Linked DNA regions of Arachis hypogaea: region 2 is linked to region 1. The links are chromatin contacts, called in public Hi-C maps. All regions are on one chromosome and are shown on one strand. Each heading gives the region's core, a stretch centred on a gene start, on an enhancer-like site or on the middle of the called end of the contact. The rest is flanking DNA. Distances are from core to core; before and after follow the strand shown. Region 1 holds the start of LOC112735977 (subtilisin-like protease SBT2.5). Region 2 holds the start of LOC112732449 (probable WRKY transcription factor 41).

Region 1 (3,550 bases), core at 250-2,749:
ATTTTATTCATCCTAATTATTTACTTTATCATCGAACTTAAAAAAATCAATTATAAAAATTAATTATATATTTATATATAAATATATATATTATTTAACTTATTTTTAATATTAAAAAATAAAAAATATTTTAACTAATTTTAATTAATTATTTTTTGTTATTATAAAGGAAAGCAGAGCTGAGAGCAGGGCCCAGCTTTGGTGTATTATTAGCTGAATGAAATCAGCCAAGTCTGGTCCCGTTGTTATCCTTGCCTTGCTGTATTAAGTGACATATTCATGCTTACTTTGGAGGAGTCAATGTCAATTCTCACTTCTCTCTTTGTCAAGTAATTTTCTACGGCTGCCAATCCACACCTAACTATAATTATTCTGAGGTCTACACTACTTTCGTTGCTCTCAATATTTTTTTTCATTTAAGAAACATGAACACCATGCTGATTTGAGTTTATTTTCCTTTTTCGACGGTGAGATCCGTTGCATATATGGTTATAATAAGAGTTTACGATCACAATGTCACTACAATATAATGTAAAATATTAGGATTAGAATATCTTTCTTGACTTGTTTAAGTAGTGTTCTATAACAAATAGGCTGCATTACATAATATTCATACTGATATATAGGTAATAGTGTAATACGGTAATCTGTAATAGGCAACACTCAAATTTCCGTAGCAATTATTACACACACATATCATAGCTAACCGAAATCTAGGACCTTGTTAATGGTTTCAATAACACCTGGCCTACATAGCAAATCACGCATAACTAACTTCATCTATCAAGAAAGCAGAGAATAACGAACTAAAGTAGTGCTTCCTTCCATATACATATATATGTTAATTTCTCTCGATCATCTCCTATGGAACTTGTTCGTTTTTGTCAACAACCCTCACTCCTTTTGCAGATCTGAGCACATTGGCCTGTTTTAAGAAATAAGAAATGGGTAGCAGGTCATTCATATGTATTGAGAAAGAAAGAGAAAGAGAAAGAGGAGGAGGGTATGATAATATTACTTGATCCTCAGTGATTTCGACTGCAAAGCCATCAACAATGACCAAAGAAGAAGTCTTCCTGTAGGTTCCAGGCTCAAGGCTGGTGGCCAACACTTCATCGTGCTTTCTGCTTATGTACAAATCAAGCTCGTGCGCCCCTCTCTTGCTTCTACATCCCCATAGACCAGCCAACACCATTACACCATATATATACTACTAATTAGTTAATGACAAGTGATAATATTAATATAAGAATGAACAACTTAATTATTAACAAACCGATCAGCACGAAGTCTCTCGTATTCTGGATCATAGCTCATGAACACAAAGTATGGCTCGCTTTTTCTGCTCCCCATTCAGAAGTACAATCCCTCGTGTATGTGATTGAAAGGAATGGAGGGAAATATCTACGATATAATGGTGCGTGTGTCTTCTGCTCCACCACCACTCGCTACCTATATATACTACAAAACAATAATAGAGAAAAAACAAAAAGAGGCCCACGTTGGTTTCAATTCGATTTGCACGAGTAGAGTTAATTCGTAACTTTTTTCCGTAACGCTTGCTAATTAACTAGCTCAATGCATGCAATTATAGAGGGAATTTATAATTTCATCATATGAATGATAGCTTTTTTTTTTCCGATTTTTCACAGTATTTTCAGTTTTTTCACCCCAACAATTCAAGGTTTTAATTAAAAATTTATCGTGGATCAATAGGTTGTTACATGTATAAGACAAAATTTAAATTATTGACATTTACTAAACGAATTAATGAGTTAATTAGTAGATCAAACAAAATTGATTTCATTTGAATGATAGCTACTCATAGTCATTTCCTTATTAATATAATGGAGAGATTTAATTAGATAGAATATTTAATAAAAATCGATGAGATGTGGTGAGCCTTAAAGATCCATGTTAATTCTTATAAGGTGGGAGGAGAGGGGATGATGAGAGAAGCACCGGTGTTCACACTTAGCTTGTACATGTACAGTGCACTATGAGATGTGTGTGTGTGAAGTCAAAGCTCACCCCTTTATTTAATCTAATCTACACCGGCTACATTAATAAAAAGGGTGAATTAACTAGGTAGGTGGCTAACTTTACATTACAATTTACAAATGAGTGATGATTGTTTCGAAAAACACAGCAGCAGATAGATCCAATCACGTGGTAGGCTTCCCAGTTGACGGCCACTGGTCAATCTATGCTCTTTTTTTGCAAATCGTGAAAAATTTAGAAAGTAATTATCATAGACTATAGTGACTGTAGGCATGATCATGTTTTAATGTGAGTCTTCCTTTATTAGCGAAACACATATTTTATGAAAATTATAAAATTATTAGTAATTAATTTCTCATTTTATAAGAATCTAAACTCGTTCTTGATTTGGTCACATCTGCCAAGCAACCATGTCATCTTCAATTCTTACATTCACTGCATAAGAGGATCCATCGAGGACATCCATATATAAGCCCAAAGCCCCAAAACAAAAATAGTTACATTTAGGGCCTTAAAGAATCGGGGATGTTGTTGTGAAAGCCCACTGGAAAAGTGATGGTACAACTTACAAGTGATCTATTGAGCAATACTTGCAAGTGTCATCCTCTTCTAGTGATTATGGAGGCTGAATCGAGCAGTGTTATTGGCACTTCAAATAATCAAAACGGAATCAGTAAACATCTAGATAATATAGTGAGGCATATTAAAACCTTACTAGAAAGAGATTGGGAGGTCAATCTAGTACATAACTTCAGAAATAGATGCACAGACTTCTTGGCATAAAAGGGGTCTGGAAATGCAGTAAAATTTTATGCTCATACATGTTCCTCCAAGTAGTCTTCGACAAATTATTGATGATGATCGTAGAGTGGTTATTTTACCCCCAAGAATTGTAATTCGGTAGTTTGGACTTCCGTCTAATACCAAAAAAAAAAAAAAAGTTTCATCTTCTTCTTTGACCTTTCATTAGCACTAGACTAAAAATGAAAAGTGATAACCGTTACAATGCATCACATATTATTTATTATGCAATCTATTGACTATTGGAGTGACATAGAACGGGTTGCATTGTGTTTTCAAATTTTATTTTATTTTATTTTTAAATACCCACTTATCAACATCCTGTGAATAAATTTATAAAAAATAAAAATAAAAATTATAACTAATTTGGTCAATAAACTTATTACTTGTCACTTATCAGTATAACTTGGTAATTGCAAAATGATTTACCTTATTATGATTATTTATTAATCTCCACTCTAAGTAACTGATTATTTTACAACTGTACTTCATCATAAGTCACCTGTAAAAGAAATATCTAAATTTGGAAAAATTATGCTTTTGAATCTCATATACTTCAAAATTAAAATAGACTTATACTAATTTAAGTGTAAAAATACTTTTTGTAGGTACTCGTATTCCTGTGTTATATCTTGTCAAACAAAGAAGAAACGGGCTCTTCTAGTCCTCCTCTTCACCCAAAATGAAACATACCTCAGGATATATAATAAAAAACATAATAAAAAATAAAAATAAAAAAACAAAAAAT
Region 2 (3,779 bases), core at 471-2,970, 210 kb before region 1:
GATCTCAGTAATATCTGATTCTGAAAGCGGCCTATTATAGATCCCATCAAGCTCATTCATCTGGAAAGACGTAGATGGCAGGTATTTAAATTCTTGCATGTTTGGATATAATAAGTGAGTTTGGAAATGGCTGCTCAGGAAGGATTCGTTCTCCAGGGTTGAAGGAATCAAGCTGTAGCTTTCTTGTGCCATGCTTCCAAATGAAGTTGAAGGGAAAGTGAAAGGATATTCCATCTCTCCATTTCCCACCATATCTCTTTTAACTGTCATAATGGTCCCGAAAGTTGTCAGGCTTTCTTCTGATGTTTGTCTATGCTGAATTTCGTTACTATGACATTGCAGTTTCTCATGTTTGTCTGGCGATTTCGGTTGCGGAACAGCCTTGTTTCCCTGAGAACAGGTATGCCTTCCTTTGTAAGTTATGTCAAATATGGTAGGATCTTCGTCTGATCTCTGTACTTGCTTCGTGGCCCAGCACCCCTGAGTGTTCCGGAAGGTGCACCTATAATAACTTCTGCAAATGTCAAAATAGAATTTTAGTTACATGCTTGTACAAGTAAATCCATTGTTTATACATAAGAATTCTTGTGAAACTTGTCTCAAGCAGGATAAGGGAAATTCCTCACACCTGGGATATTTGGCACCAAGGATATCTTTCTGTCCATATTTTCTCCAGTTGTAACCATCTTCATGTGGTCCTTCAAGGCCACTCTCAAAGCTCACTCTCACTTGATCTACCCATTTGGCCATTGTCTTTCTGCAACAGAGTTTCAAAAAATTTATAGCAGTGTTAGTATAATTTATTAGACATAGCACATAGCTGATGTTTTTGTGGCAGAAAACTGCTCTTGCGAAATTTACCTTTTCTTTGAATCGTGTTTAAACTCTTGATTATGATCCTTGTCATCCCGCAGAGGACTTGCGCTGATAGATATTGGTGACTCTGAAAACAAGGTTGCTGTTGCTTGACTCATGTTCTGAGACTTGGAAGTTGATGCATTCCATCTTAGAATTAGCAGAGCTTTTTCATACGAAGATAATATCCTCTGCAGCAACAAATCTTTTGTGTCTGCTGAATATGTCGCATTCATGTCTTCCTTCAACCTTCTTGCTACCTCCATCCCCTGAACTAGCTCGTTGATGAGTATGTTCTGCTCCCAGCGCCCATCATTTTCCATTGTTGTAGTGTTTATCACCTTAACAAGATCAAGTTTGATGGTGCTTTGATAATTTGATGCACTAGTTCATCACTTCTACTCTGGAAAATGGAAATGCAGTCTTGTCAACCGGTATAGTTTCTTATTCTGCAGCAGGGTTGGGAGCTGAAGAAAAGTGCAATACGTTTGGAATAGTGAAGTACAGTAATCTATGATCATGGGCTTTGAAGCTCAAGTGGATTTGCTGAGTTTGAAGTTCGATGTTGGTGCAGAGAGAAGAAGGCGGGAGTGAAGCTTAAGAAGCAAATTTGGTTTGCTGAATGAAAGGATTGAATGCCTTTGTATTTAAAGGGAAACCATAATTGGATGTTTGAAAGTCCAACTTTGACTTGGAAAACGAGTTTTTCAGCTTAAGACTTGGTCAGTGAACAGTGATCACTAGAATGCTGACCCAGTCCACTTAACTCGATAAGTATTAAGTTACTGTGATATGCTTTCATGATGAAACATGTATATGGTTGCTGGGGTCACCACAAAAAACATATATATGGCTGACGGATTTTAATTGGAAAATGCATATCTTAAAATTTAATTAGTAATAATTTATTTTTAACTCTTATTAATATTCAAATAATTAACCTTCTTGCCATTCAAATGATTAATTTTATTATTCAGTTATTCAATAATAATCATTTAATTTATATATCGATTATTTTTACAAACAAATATTATATTTATTTTTAAAATCGTATTATAATTAAATTTGTTTACAAGATAAATCCTGATATACTTTAAAAGAATTTGTGTCTCTCTTTCGATATAAAAGTCTTCACTTTTAAGAAAAGTGGGAGGTAAAAGATCGACCGTCAAAAGCTGTGTTATACTAATAGAGTCTTAGAATTGAATTTATGTAATAAACTATTATTTATTACTACTTACATAACGTAATGACTAATGAGACTTATTTAGTTCATGTGAGGCATGATTACTTAAAATTAGAATGTCAAAGTTGGAAATTATAATGTATGAATGGTGGAGTCGTCCACAGAATTTTCATACTCCCTTCCGCGTTGTCGCTTTGATGCCTCACTAAGATTATTTTTTTCTTTGACCAATAGAAAGGGGAGTGTTGTATTATTTTCCTTTTATAAAAAATCTTACAAAGAAGAAAAAAAGACTACTGACGTGTACTATGGTTGTTGCCATCAACCGCATTTCTCAGTTGATTTTCACTCCATGTGCCCCAAAGTCAACATAAAAAAAATATATATTGATAGTACTCTCTGACGTGTCTATTTTTATTCACTAACCAAACTACACGTTTAAGGAAAAATTAATTGCTGCTTTAAGCAAATACAGTTACCTATGGGTTTTCATAATTATCCGTTCGTATAATTACCATAACATTAGACATGGACGTTGAGATCAATTCCCTAATGAACCTCAGAATCAACTCTCTTTCCATGTTCTAGTCCAGCGACGAGCTTTTTCTTATTTGACTCTTTCGTTGTATTTTGTACACCAATACATATACAGCTAATTAAAGAAAACAAAGTTCTTCCTGAAAACTCTTGAATGGGTCGTTTATACTTTAATTTGTAAATGAGATAGCTCGAATTATATAAAGTGCAAATATTAGTAAGAATTAATTTTAAAATGTTAAAACTCAAACTAATAATAATGTTACTTAAGAATTTATGAATTAAAGTGCAAATATTAGTAAGAATTATTTTTTTGAGTAATGTTACGTGTACACTAAAATCAGCCACAAAAGTCAACCATCAGTATAAAATACATGTTAAAATATAAATACATATTAAAAATAAATTAAACTACACATGTATTTATACACAAATATATTGATAGCTGATTTTAGTGGCTAAATTTAGTGTACAAATAATATTTTTGTATTTTTTTGTTTATATATGAAATTTATTATTTTAAAAGTTAAATTCAAATAAGAATTCCAATGAAAATGTAAATAGAAACTAATTTGGTTTGTTTAAATTTAGTTTAAACATTTTCATTATTTTTAAATTTTTCAATTATATTAAATGCATTATGTTAAATATTTTAATTTTTGACTCAATAATTTTAATTTATATTAGTTAGCAACTTAGCATTTTTAGTCAACAATTTAATACTTTGTTTAGTAAATTAATACTATATTTTTCTTTATTCAATACTTATAAATATTGTTCATTAACTGTTAATTAAGAATAATAAATTGTATTGGTCTTATAATATTGTTATGTTAAATAATTTTAATCAATATAGGATGATGGCCAAAAAATCATGCATTCCTGTTAGTCATCAAATATACGCGTAGTTTAGTAAATCTTTTTTAGCATCTATTTTTTAGTAAATTAAATTAAAATGACTTTCAATAAGCACAAGTAACTATAAGTATATTTGGTAAAATAATTTTTAAAATTTAAAAAAATTATAATAGATATTTCTTCAACAGGAAGACGTTTTTACTATAAATTGTGTCGATTTGAAAAAATTAGTTAAGACTAACAACAGATGCATATACGAACAAGTTGAAGTTGAAAGAAAGATAGTACAAGAGCATCGAAGTCGAAAAGCAGTTATTATATTTTCTTGAACATCAAAATTTGT

The links. Hi-C and Micro-C count contacts between places; a contact is called where the count stands out from the background.
Region 2: a contact with region 1 is called in a Hi-C map of leaf, with 1.5 times the contacts expected there. The contact joins the promoter of LOC112732449 here to the promoter of LOC112735977 in region 1. A contact is called at or near these places in 2 of 8 Hi-C or Micro-C datasets (leaf and an unstated tissue).

What each region holds. Positions count from the first base shown.
Region 1 is chr13:101,622,751-101,626,300 of arahy.Tifrunner.gnm2.J5K5, reverse strand. It overlaps LOC112735977 (subtilisin-like protease SBT2.5), which reads right to left and starts at 1,499. Exons shown (of 3, transcript XM_025785372.2): 1 at 1,277-1,499; 2 at 1,019-1,166; 3 at 528-925. The coding sequence starts at 1,353. The coding sequence ends at 863.
Region 2 is chr13:101,834,035-101,837,813 of arahy.Tifrunner.gnm2.J5K5, reverse strand. LOC112732449 (probable WRKY transcription factor 41) reads right to left here and starts at 1,720. Exons shown (of 3, transcript XM_025781170.3): 1 at 862-1,720; 2 at 629-757; 3 at 1-514. The coding sequence starts at 1,178.